2 separate regions of the Oryzias latipes genome follow, and region 2 is linked to region 1. A link is a contact called in public Hi-C data. All regions are on one chromosome and are shown on one strand. The core of a region is the stretch at or near the end of the contact, and the rest is flanking DNA. Distances in the headings are between cores, read along the strand shown.

What was found. A called contact is a pair of places that touch in the nucleus more often than the background predicts.
Region 2: a Hi-C map of embryo shows a contact between it and region 1, with 2.9 times the contacts expected there. The contact joins the promoter of sstr2 here to the enhancer-like site in region 1. A contact is called at or near these places in 4 of 5 Hi-C or Micro-C datasets (embryo and fibroblasts).

What each region holds. Positions count from the first base shown.
Region 1 is chr8:10,783,889-10,790,431 of ASM223467v1, forward strand. The region is part of intron 1 of LOC105354559 (a long non-coding RNA gene); the gene reads right to left. Among protein-coding and RNA genes, the nearest start is that of LOC105354559, 4.6 kb to the right of the region's middle. Within about 2 kb of position 4,568, at least 1 of the 8 cell types and tissues checked has an H3K27ac peak or open chromatin away from gene starts, as enhancers often do. A contact at or near this core is called in embryo, where this site is marked.
Region 2 is chr8:10,841,872-10,848,823 of ASM223467v1, forward strand. sstr2 (somatostatin receptor type 2) reads left to right here and starts at 2,346. Exons shown (of 4, transcript XM_020705297.1): 1 at 2,346-2,443; 2 at 2,979-3,092; 3 at 3,160-3,404; 4 at 4,526-6,952. The coding sequence starts at 4,555. The coding sequence ends at 5,667.

The sequences.
Region 1 (6,543 bases), core at 3,318-5,817:
ATTAAAAAGAAAAAACATTCGGTAGTTGCATATCTGTTTCATGAATCAGCCAAACAACTACCAGTCTGACTGCTGCCGTGAGTTGATTCTGCTTTTAAACATGAATTTACATCTACAACATTGTCCAAAGATGAATTTATTTTTGTAGTTTAATCTAAAAATGTGTCACAACTTTGCTCTGCTACTTTACCAGAAACACTGATCAAAAAGGTCTAATAAAAAAATTAAAAAAACGTGCAAAATGAGCAGTTGGTTTTATTGAAGTTCACTCAGGTTTATCAGTGTCGGAACACACTTTGATCTTCAAAGGGAGATGAGCTAGAATGAGGGGCAATAAGAAGGTAATAATATCAATCTACATCCATTTGTCCATAGATCACAGGTTTACTGTAAGGGTGCCTTCAGTTCCATGAGGAGAAAGCCATCGGGGAAGGCCATGGTTCGTGTTACCACATTGCCATCTAGTGGTCAATATCGAAAAATACATGCCTACTTGAGGATATTTTTTTCATCAGCCTTGGGAGAAATTCAGTTGTTCAATGCTCATCACACAATTAAAACTAAAAGTAAAGTAAAATAAATACTTAAAATGTTCCTAAAAGATTATATAAACCTAAAAAAATATATTTTATAAACCCTGAAGATCAAGTCAATTATGTGAAATACTGGTTTTAAAATATCTGCTTTTTTATTATTTGAATGAATGAACTTTCTCCGTGAACAATAACACATCCTTAAACTTACTAACTTTAATTAAAATGACCTTTGACACCTTGAACAGCTCAATGGTATAGTGGCAGAGTGTCTGCCCTAAGACTTGGAGATTGTGAGATTGAAACCACGGTTAGGTCATTCCAAAGACAAATTGGACCTAAAGCCTCCCTGTTTGACATGATGGGTTGGTTTGGGGGTTTAACTACAAACATGTTGCAGAGCCTGACTGTGGCAGCTGCTCACTGTCTTCCCCTAGGGGTGTGTGTGACAACTACAGGACCTAAATTCAAGTGATCTTTCCTGGTTTTGTTATTGCTTGAACAGCCAATAACTTTGGCTTCAGTAAAAGACGCTCCTTCAAAGAACTACAAATTGAGACAATGATATACATATAAATATATAGTCCATTTATATAGTCCATTAAAGAACAGAAGAAAGCCGTTGTGGTGGATGTGGCAGTGCCAAGCGATGGGAACATCAGGAAGAAGGAACATGAGGAACTGGAGAAATACCAGGAACTCAGAGAAGAACTGGAGAAAGCCTGGAAAGTGAAGGCGACAGTGGTGCCTGTGGTAATTGGAGCACTCTGAGCAGTAATGCGCAAGCTGTAGGAGTGGCTACAACAGATCCCTTATATATATATATATATATATATATATATATATATATATATATATATATATATATATATATATATATATATATATATATATATATATATATATATATATATATATATATATATAAAAAAATACATACACACATACGGTCTGTTTTTTATGCTGCAGACTCAGTCAGTTTTGTCTACATTAGTTCTTCAAGACATGAAAGTGTTTATTTTGCAGACGCTACAGTTTTTTCAGGGATTATTTAGGAATCTATTAAGCAAGTGAACGCCTAACACAGGGGAAATGATTTTGTTTATTTTTTTTCCTTGCACTGGGTGGCGATATTGAAGAAGTCAAGTAAGCTCCTTCAAAGGAATTCCACTGCGGTCTCTAGTGTTGAGTTGAATAAATGGCGTAAATGGTAAATGGCGTATACTTCTATAGTGCTTTTCTACCTACAAGGGCCAAAGCACTTTACAGTCACAGACCCATTTGCCCAGTCACACACACATTCACACACTGGTGGCGGCTCCGCTGCCAGAGGCAAGGTGGGGTTCAGTTTCTTTCCCAAGGACGCATCGACTCATGGGCATGCAAGGCGGGACTTGAACCTGCAATATTACGATCTTGGGTCGACCGCCCTACCGCTGCACCATGACCGCCCCAAGCTCAAGTTTGAAAACACAAACTGTGTGACATGAACTGACCAGCCAAATCAGTTAGATTTTTCAGTTTCAAGAATTCTTGATTTTTAAATGAAGGCAAAAGTAAATCACAGCTTTAAGAGATAGGATAATCTTTAAAACTTTGTTATCTGCCTTACTTAAAACCTATGTTAAAACTTATGTTATTGTTGTTGTTGTTTTTGCTGAAAGGAAGGACTAAACTTACACACCTTTACACTATCAGCCACTTTGCTATAATATAATGTGATGAAAATACATCTACAATATTAGAATTTATCCATTTAGTGGTCATTAAGTACTAATGCTAGAGTTTATGTTTGTATTTCCTGTTATTGGGGTCATAGTAATATTATGTTCCTCCATGACAAAATGATGCACTATATGGGGTTTATTTTAATTTAGAAACAAATAATAAATTCATTCATTTCCTATTCCGTTTAGTCCCTTTCGGGGGTCACGGGGCCGCCGGAGCCTATCCCGGCCACTTGTGGGCAAAGGCAGGGGATGCCCTGGACAGGTCGCCAGTCTGTCCTAGGGTAGAATGTCCCCATTCACTCTCACACTCACACCTATGGACAATTTAGAGTTGCCAATTAACCTATGAAGCATGTTTTTGGATGGTGGGAAGAGGCTGGAGATCCCGGAGAGAACCCACGCATGCACGGGGAGAACATGCAAACTCCACACAGCAAGGTCCCCTATTGATGTTGGGATTTTCAGGTCCCCCAGCTGGGACTTGAACTGGGGTCCTTCTTGCTGTGAGGCAAGAGCGCTAACCACTGCGCCACTGTGCAGCCTAATAATAAATTAATAGGGTAAAATAATAAATTAATAGGGTAATTTATTTTAAAGAGTTTGGTGTTTTTCATTTTTTATAATAATTCTTAAACAGTTTATCATAAAGTATCTTTTAATTTTAATCAAAAACATTCAACTCGACCATTCTGGAATTAAAAGTACAACTTTCTTTCAAAGAATAAAAAAAATCCATCACAAATTCATTTTTTCTTGGATTCTTTAACGACAGTGAATCTCCTCTGTTGACTACATATTGACCTCCTCTAAACTTCTCAACAGCGCCTCCCCTTCTCGAAAGGCCAAGAAGGGAAGTGCAGATCAAGTGTCACACTGCTGCTACATCTGGTTTTCCACTAAGGGGCAGCAGAGCTTAAGAAATGAGTTAGAAAGAGTTTTGTGCAGCCAAAGAAAAAGGAGATCTTCTACTTTTGCCCCTAAATATTTCTATAGAATTATATAAAAGACATAGAAGATAGATCAAATCCTTGCTAAATTTCATTTGAAAACATGGTGGTAGTGTGTTGTATGTGCTCATCTAAAATAAAGCTTGACAGCAGAACACAAAGGCTTGTTTAGGACCAGCACCTCCCTCCCAGTTCCCTACTTTAAAGGTTTAATGTAACATGATCCTTTTATTGTACCGTTCAGAAAGCAGGAACAAGCCCTGATTGTAAACAATCAACCTCCATCACCATTTTTATGTGTGAAACCCCATCTAAACAAACAAATTAAAAACAGACAAGCACTAGAAAAAGTACTTTTAGAAAAGAACAGCTGTCCGTTGTAAGGAAAAGATTTAACGCACATAAACGGAGGTATGAGAAGCTTGGTGGTCCGCCGTGTCCCAGGGAGGTCGCATTGGAAATTTCATGCTCCTCTACACACGGAAAATGTCTTCTTTATCCTCCCCACTAAGAGCAAAATAAAAGGGAGGATGAATTGCAGGGTGAAGTGAATGAGGATGGCTTACTTATGTAGGTGTAAGTAGCTGAAATGCAGGGAGGTTCCCATAATGACCCAAACTCGTCAAAGTAATGGCCCAATGCCTGACAGTATTGGAGGAAAGTGACGTTAGTTGGAAGCCCGGCACAAAAGGGAGGAATTTTCCCTCCAAATAGGAGCAAGGAGAGACAAAGTAAGATCAGGTTGAAAGGAAATTTTAAAAGATGGGTGGAATTTAAAGCAAAATCTAGGCTTTGCCTTTGCCCTCCTAGTCGCTTTAACAACACATGATCAGTGAGATGCATTCTCTTTGTGTTCTGATATAATTCTATAAAAAGCTAGTAGTTTTCCTGCACAAAAGGTTTTTTTTAATCTGTTTTGTTGGAATATTTTTTGCATCACATCTATTCAGTTTTGCAGAGTGATTGTGCTGTCGGAGGAAGCATGAGGAAGCTGAAGAAAATTCTGAATGCACAAATATTGGGAGTTTTGGGTTTCTGGTGAATGTCAAGGAACTCTTTTAATGTCTTCACATGTGATGGCTTATAGATGGACACAATAATCAAGCTACAGACTTTTTCAGGTTTTTTAATAAAATAATAATGGGCCGAGTGTTTCTGAATGCATGCTTCAAGGGAAAGCTTTACAGAAGTGGACTCGTTTTGAGAGTTCGACCCACAGGACTTAGCCTAAAAACGTTCACGCATGTTCACAACTTCCTTCAAAACTCCCTGAAACCCAGGCCATGTGCCTCCTGTTTCCTTATGGCTCCCAAAGCAGGGTAAGACCCCCCCCCTCGATCCAAATATACACACTCACCCTCTTATGATGTGGTTTCTCAGTAGGAAATCAGCAATCTGCTTCTATTACTCACACGCATTTGCCCCAATCCCCACCCCCACCTTTTTTCTTTTTTCTTTTTTTTTTCGGTGTCCTCACCAATCAGTTTAACAAAGCATCTCTCCCTTGTGGGTATCTTTAGAAAAGAGCCAACTGTTTGCAGACCTGCAGGAAGATTGAACCACACTGCTACAACCATGGCAACAAGCCAGAAAGCTGCACTAAAAGGCTAATTAGTCTAAAGCAGGAGCCTGGCATCCCAGCTTCAGAGAAGACTGAGGTTTTGTGCATCACTGGCACAGCATCACTTTAAAAAAAAAAAGCATGCACTTTACGATATTTACGTTGCTTAAAATGTCAAATAAAATTTTTTAAAAAAGGGTTAAACTCATATTGCATTTGACTTGGATGATCTGGATGATGTGTGAAGAAAGCACAACGTTGAGAGAAATCACAAGTTGAAGGAGAACATTTGAGAACTGTTCTCCTTCCCGCTTTCTCACACGCAAAACACACTGGAGGCACAAACACATACACCTCGAAACAAAGGTGCCATTTTACTCAGGAAGGGTCAGCAGTTCTCTTCATCAGACAGGGGCTTGTTCTTGGTCAGAGGCTGCTGCCCAATCTCAGGCCACCCTCCCCTGGCTCCATCGGCCCCCTCTGGCCCCCACCACCCTGGAGACAAGCTCCCCATTGTTCCTGCACTACTAATAAATGACAGTTCTCCTGTTTAGGCAAACTTTAGAGCCCACTCTAAACAGTCTCAAGCTGAGTGTAAATGGTGTTCTACATGCAAGCATGTGCAGGAGACATTTATTTTTCATTAGGTCTGATATTTCTAAAAGGAGGTCGTTAGATGCCGAACAGGAATGATGGAGGGGCATTTCTTGCAACTTGAGCTCTTTACCAGAGATGAGGTAATGCAAGAGGCATTTTCAACCCAAAAAAAAAAAAATTGGCATTGTTAATGGACCATTTTTCAGCGGTCAGAAATAATCGTGAAAAAGTTTGGTTCACCACGGGGTCACGGCGCTCTCACCCCACGAGCTCCATCAAAGTCAGGGGCACGGTCTGCGCTTTTGACTAAGATAAAATAAATCACCACTCAGCTTAAGCTCATAAACACATCATTAACACACTTGACCACTGCAACTTTATCTGTTTATCCAAAGCACTGTGGCGGGGACAAATGCTGTCTGAGCACGCCTGCTTCAGGTCACAGGAGTCACCAATATTTAAAAAAAAATGTATGACAATACATTTTACAAATGTGTGTGATGAGAAAAACAAACAAAAAAAGCAATGTCTGCCATGTGCAGATGACAAAATTAAATGTAAAAGTTCAGAATCTAAGGTACAATGATGGAGGAGACAGGTTTTCCAAAACCGAAATGAAACCGCAGTTGCAAGCATTGACCCCGGTGTGCGCACGCTTCTGCTGCGGTTCAGAACAGGCGGATCACATGACAGCAGGGCCACACACTCAAATCTGTCAAGGAGCTCCCTCCTGCCTCACCATTGTCATTCATCCCGATGGATAGTCCATCCGGATGGTGATGTAGGCCACGTGCTGGACAGATGCAAGGTGAGCTGACCCCCACCAGCAGGCCTGATATTTCTCGGACATTTAGGCAACAAAGGAAAAAGAGGAAGATGAGGCAAAAGTTGTGAGAAGAAAAAAAAAAGCCCCTGTGTTTAGTCAAGGCCTGCTCGCTGACACAAAGTCTGTCTTTGTCTGCCTCGCAGGGTGCCAGATAAAGGAATTCTTGTGTGTCGGGTGCTCTGACCGAGTTTATTTGACACTTCAGCTCCTTTTGTGAAGCAAGTGTCCCACCATCAATGCTGGCCATGAGAGTCACTTGGCATTAGACAGAGGGTCCCTCTTCAGGGGAGAAAGGAGGTCTTGTTTGGAGAAGATTTTTAATAGAGGGTTCAGAGGGGGTGGGGGGGTA
Region 2 (6,952 bases), core at 1,096-3,595, 56 kb after region 1:
AGCTGCAGACGAGGGCTGGTTGTAAATTGCACGCAGCTTGGATTAGAAAATGGTTTTCCAAGAAAAATCAAATTCTGCACGTACCTATTTCTCAAAGAACTTAACACACACTGTGGACTTGGCATGATCAACTCTAGATAGGCTGCCCCTGAGAAATATTGAGTCATGTTAACTCTCTGCTATGAGTCACATCTCATTCACCCGCTTTCCAGCGGGGCTTTGAGGTCAGTCCGGCAAATCTGTGGTCACAGCTGTGACACAATCCCACCTTTACCCCCAGCACCTTTGTGCAACCTGAGTGCCACATTACAGCAGCGCTCAGTCACAATGACACACAAGCCAAGCTGGGTCTGTTAAGCTGGCAAATGCTGGCATGTGTAGAACCAAAGCTGACAGAAATCCCTGCCTCAGAGGTTGTGAAAATGAAACTGTGTTGCAAAAGACAGAAGACCTGAGGATATCTGACATCAAAAGGAGCCAACAGCCGCCACAGTCTGAAATGCATCTCACATGAGATGTGTGGGGTCAGTGGACTGTGGACTTTACACAAGCTGGAGAAAACACAAGCGAAACACGCGAGTTTCACAATGAAAAAGGTCCAGTCCTGTCTTTGCAGTGGGAAATCTGTGTCAGCGCCTCGTTCCAATTCCTTATGGTAACATTTATTACACGTTATGATCCGATTCAACTCCCCTAATTGTGTATGCATGTGGTTCCGTGCTAGCTAAATGACCAAAATGTTGCATAAAATCCTCATTTTCACAGCCTGTGCTGAACATGAATGAGGAAGCGGGTGACACCGAATGTTGCCCAAAGGACTATTTTAATGGTCAAAAACCTCAGAGAAGGGTTCTGCTGCAGAAAAGAAAAAGGTTCAAGGAATAAGATTTACAGTAAAGTGTCCAATCTACCATTTGTTGTCTGTTTGATATTAATAAAAAAAAAAAACCTTTACAAGTCTAATCCTAAAAATTGGGGAGGGTTTTTCTGCCTCCAAGAACTAAGATGAAGGGAAGATATGTGCTAGGAATAATCCAGAAACAGTGAAGTCATTCATTCAAAGCTTTGCATGTTAGTTGAAATCATTTAGTGTTTTATTCTGGATATGGCACTCAGCCAGTGAACCAAAGCAAACATTATGTCTATGTTAACACATTGGACTGGTTGAGCCTTTTGGAACATACTGTGCATAAACTTATTTATATATTGGCTCAAATAGTTGCTGAGAAAAATTAAATCTAGGCTTCATCATCCACAAGGGGTGTGAGGATTCATTTTAACGAATCGATTCAAATCAATTATTTGTCTATTTTGATTCGTTTTGAATGATCCGATTCGATTCTCTGACCTAAAATTAATCCAGAACATCTTTGACCAAAATTTCAATCAGTATGACTAAGAAATAAATACCTGGATACTACAGATGCAGGTGAAATTTGTTTTTTTTGCAAGATAATCAAGTGTAAATTACGGGTACAAACAAGTAAACAAGATTTGATGTCAAATCCATTCACACCTTAGTTTCATAAAGTTCAGCCTACTGTTTTTCCACATCAAAATAATCCAAAGGGAACATAATCAGAACATTTTACCACACATTTTCATGTTATAGTAAAAAAAAAACTACCGTACTTCAATCCAAATGTTTTTTTCCACTATCTTAATAATTGATTTATCTCATTTTATAATGCTAAAGGTCGATTTGACAAACAATTTGCCTCAGTCAGATCGATCTATTTGGATTGTAGGAATAGAAACCGATTCATTAATTAAGTCGATTTATGTTAAACACCCCATCATCTGCTAAAGTAAGGCTGCTCAGAATGACTATTATGCAGATCCTGTAAGCTTAATTAAACAAAATCAGTTGGTTTCACACATCTTTCTAAAGCCACTTCACAGTTAATGTACCACTAATGTTTTGAGACGGAGGCATGTTAATAGAACAGTTAGAGGTAAAAACAAAATCCCACCCAGGAGAATTCTACCTCTGATCTCTCTGTTGAACTGAACCAACTAGTGGTTAATGATGCTTTCTAAGCACTTTCATTGATCTTCTTCGCATTCCTTTGAAAGGAAAAGTCACTCCCTCTTTTGTTTCAATTGACAAAGCTTGGATTTTCAGTTTGGCGCCTTCTAAAGTAACATTTTCTCCTGATAATCATGGAACCAATTAACGCAAGGTTGGAGTTAGTCAGATGAAATAAGGAACAACTCGTACCAGAAAGAAAGAATAGGGAAAAAAGAAAAGCAGTTGAAACGCCTCCTGATCTAAAAACATTGCATCAGTGTAAAACACACGGAAGGCGTTTGATGGGCCGGGTACACACGGATTCTAACTCTGTTGGGTCACTGGAGTGCATTGAAGTGACAGGAGGCAGCAGCAGCCAGATGAGATCTGAATCTGCATGCTTGAGTTTCTGCTCAGATTCTGCCAAAAGGGGTAAAGCTAATGGGACATATTTTTTTCACTCTTCAGATGACTCAAATAACCTCAGAAGACTTTCAAAAACATTTTGGGTTTCAAAAAACCTGTGTGGCATGTTGACAGCCATTAACTCCAAAACATTTTAGAAAGCATAGACTGCACTTAGCGTTAAACTTAAATAAAGTCAGTCTAATTAGAGTTTGAAGACTATTTTACTTTAAAATAGTGGGGACATAGAATGTTGTGCTTCTCCTTCTTTGCATTTTAGACATTTCTCCTCAAATCCTGATATTTTTCCCTCCAAAGGTCATAAGTTAACATGTCATCCTGCATGTGATCCAAAGGTCATAAGTTAACATGTCATCCTGCATGTGATCCAATGGAGAACTCTGAGGATAGATGTTTAGTCATTATTTGCAATAAGTTGTTTTTAACTGCCTAAGTTTGAAGAGTCTGTTGTTTGGAGTTTGATGTTTCACATTTTTGGTCACTGTTGGACATCCGTCTGTTGGACATCTGCCTTTCATCTCCAATGTTCCCCTCATTCCAGTAAGAGTTGGTGTTCATCGCGCGTTAGAAGACGGAGGTGCCTTCGAATGGTCAGTCTCTGCCACACCGACGCGTGGCCATCATCAAACGAGACAGCGCCTGTCCTCGTTCAGAGGTGAGCCTCATCAGCACCTCCTCGGCTCTGTTCGTGTGCGTCCTTTAAACATATCCGCGCTCTCTAGCAGGAGGCAGTCCCTGCCTGCGCGCACCACGACAGGAGCGCATCGGAGCTTTGCGGTCCTTCTCTGCCTTTTGGCGCAACACGTTGTCCAGAAGAAAACTCCACACTACTGGGATGAGATGCTTTCCAACTCGAAACGGATAAAGCAAACTTGGGGGAATGCGGGAAGATGAAGCTCAGTCTGGCAAGAACGCAGAAATATTTTTGATCTATTAAGACTGAGGCGACGCATAAAACCAGTTACAGGTAAGAGGACATTTCATTAATCTCTTTATTGCGCCAATATATATGTCATTATTGCGTTTATTTATTTTCTTTTTTTTCATCTGTAAGACTCTCTTTGGATCAAATTCAGAAATATTTCCACAAGTGCATGTTCGGTTGCGCGCAAAGCGCCTGTATGCTCAATTCCCCAACAACAGTAATGATTGACAAGACCTCCTTCGTGTCAAGCAGATTGCAAAATTACCGGGAGTAATTTATTTAAATATTTCGAGGATGCAGGTGCAGAAATTAGGTCTTGAAAAGTGGAGGGGGAAAAAAATGCTCCAACTTCAGTTGAGTGAAAAATGTCATGAAAATGAAAACACGCGGGCTCTGAGAGACATAATGAGAATAAAAAGTAGCATTTTCCTCCTCATGGTCATCACACTTCTTTTTGTTTTTTTTCATTGATGCGTGACCACACTTAATGCTTATGTCAACAGAATAGAGTAAAAGAATTTAGTGTTTTGGGTTTTTTTTTCTGCTCTCCCATTAGATCCCTGTTGTATTCCTATAATGGTTATTGACACAGAATCGCTTCAGCCTGACTGGAGCAAGGCTTTTGGCAGTGCTGAAATTGATTTATGTCAATGCCCAGTCACTAATGAAGTGAACGAATTACACAATATCTACCACGGCTGATATTTGGGTGCTTTTTTCCATTTGGAGCCGTTCCCCTTGTTAGCTCTTGGCTAAAGCAGACAGGCGCACCATGAGGTCTGCTTTAATTTTCTTCTCCCCTTAGATTTGCTATCAGTCAGACCTGCTTTGAAGAAAGATGATCAAGGTGGAAAATCAATGAATTCCCTCCAGGACCTGCTGTCCTGATGCATGACTTAAAAAAGTAAACATTCTGTGACATCTGAAGAAGCGGATTGCTCAATATTGCATTACATGTCACTCACGCATGCTTTGTTGCACAATCTCATAACATTCAGGTCAGCAAGGTCAACTCAGCATTTGTCAACAAGTTGACTCAGGAAGACGAGGGGATTAAGTGCAATATCTGATCAAAATGAAGACTGTAAATCTCAATTTTCGGCCCCATGGGAAACATAAATATCTGGTGGAACTGCATTTTGACATATCTTCTTTGTGTGCAGGTGGGATGCCTTAATCTGAGTCAAGCGTCATGGAGTCCTGGGCTTTTCCGTCATGTTCTCCAAACTGCTCAGAGCATGTCATGTACGACAGCCTCGTGCAGGGCAACGATTCTTCGCAGAGTCGGAACCACACGGACGACAGCTTCTCCAGAACCAGCACGGTGGTCATCACCTGCTTGTACTTCCTGGTTTGCGCTGTGGGTCTCTGTGGCAACGCCCTCGTCATCTACGTGATCCTGCGCTACGCCAAGATGAAGACGGTCACCAACATCTACATTCTCAATCTGGCAGTGGCAGATGTGCTCTTCATGCTGGGCTTGCCCTTCATCGCCCTCCAGCTGGCACTGGTCCACTGGCCGTTCGGGCCCGTTCTCTGCAGGATTGTGATGACTGTTGATTCCCTGAACCAATTTACTTCTATTTTCTGCCTGATGGTAATGAGTATCGACCGCTACCTAGCTGTGGTGCATCCCATTAGGTCCACAAAGTGGCGGAAGCCTCGTGTGGCTAAGACTATCAATGTGGCAGTGTGGGGAGTGTCGCTGCTGGTTAATCTGCCAATTGTTATCTACAGTGGCATAATTATGAAGCACGACAGCTGCTTTTGCACCATTGTGTGGCCTGAGCCTCAAGAGGCTTACTACACTGCGTTTATGTTCTACACCTTCATCCTGGGCTTCTTCCTGCCCCTCATGGTCATCTGCCTTTGCTACCTGTTTATCATCATCAAGGTGAAGTCTTCAGGCATCCGCGTGGGCTCCTCCATGAGGAAGCGCTCCGAGAGGAAGGTAACCAGGATGGTGTCCATCGTGGTGGCGGTGTTTGTCTTCTGCTGGCTGCCGTTCTACGTCTTCAATGTGACCTCGGTGACGGGCACCATCAGCACCACTCCCTTCCTCAGAAGCACCTTCGCCTTTGTCGTGGTTCTCGGATACGCCAACAGCTGCGCAAACCCCATCCTTTACGCCTTCCTGTCGGAGAACTTTAAAAAGAGTTTCCAGAATGTGCTGTGTCTTAAAAAGGTTGGAGGGCTGGACGAGGTGGAGCGCAGCGACAGCAAGCAGGACAAACCTCGCCTGATGAATGACCCCACAGAGACCCAAAGCACCCTGCTAAATGGAGACCTGCAGACAAGCATCTAAAAAGACGTTAGGACTTTGTTTTCAGGTGCCAAACAGACTCTATGGACACGTCAAAGCACTAGTAGAAGTTTGGTGGCCCCGATGGAAAAACTTTTGTAACAAAACCAAGGAAATAGTGTCGGTGAACTGCAGGTGGAATTTGTTGACACCTCCCAGTCCTCAGAGCGATGAGTCACAGTAACAGATACCACACTCTTGCAGCTTGTCCCCGGGGCAATAGGGCTTTTCCCTGGAGACCCAGGATTATGTCGTTAGTTTACAGCAGAGAGGTGGTTCCGGTGTTCATGTGTCTGCACGGTCAGAAAAGCCCAAACAGAACCGAGTAGTGTTATTTCACTACAGCTTGCCATTTCCTGAAAGGTCATTCGTCTGTAAATATTCTTAATTCATTAAATGTTTTCTACATATGTGAACTGTTTTTTTTTGTGGTATAAATATTAAAAAGAAAAAAGTATCAATGTGCAGGAAGTGACTACATTCATAGTCTTGTGTCACAGCCGAACCCAACATCCACGCACAACGTAAAGCTGCTAAAATCTCCTAAACCAGCCTGAACGTCCTGCAGTGTTAAACAGAATGATGTCTTTTACGTTTGGAAATAAAAGAGCGTGGAGTTCTTCAGCTGCTGTCATTTTTTGCAGTTGTTTTCAGGAACCTTTTCCTTTGAGAAAAAAAAATGGCGGATTGTGTTACACTGAATTATTCAGCATGGATCCATTGTGGCACCATGTTTTCCGTGGCCATGTTATATCAGAGCATGAAACCTGTCCAAATAATGTTTCATCAATGATTAATTCTTCCCCTCCTCCTTTCCCGCCTGCCCATCTGTAAGAAGCCACCTCATCTCTGAGCACAATTTCCATTGAGTTGGGTCACGGCCAGCAAAGGAGCACAGATTTACGGATTTGTGAAAAGCTGGGTGATACATGAGTTGCTGTCGTTTGTGTGCTTTCTTTGAATTTTAAAGGGCCTGAACTGCCGCGTCACAACTTTCTTGTAATCCATAGCCTGTCATGCTCTCTGACACTAGATGACAATGTTAATTTGTGAAGGGCTAGAACACTTCTCCAATAGCAGGTTTCAGTGTTCCCATATCAATGTAGAGCCGCTTGGCCAAAGAGTCCGCGCTTCATCCTTGACAACCTTTCTGTTGCTATAGTTAGATTACAATCTGTGCAGTTTATTTACTCTACTTGAACAGGCTTCTACATCAAGGCTACTGAAAGACGTTTAAAAACCCTGCGAGCATGAGTCCCAACAAGCATTCAGCTGCAGAAATGCAATG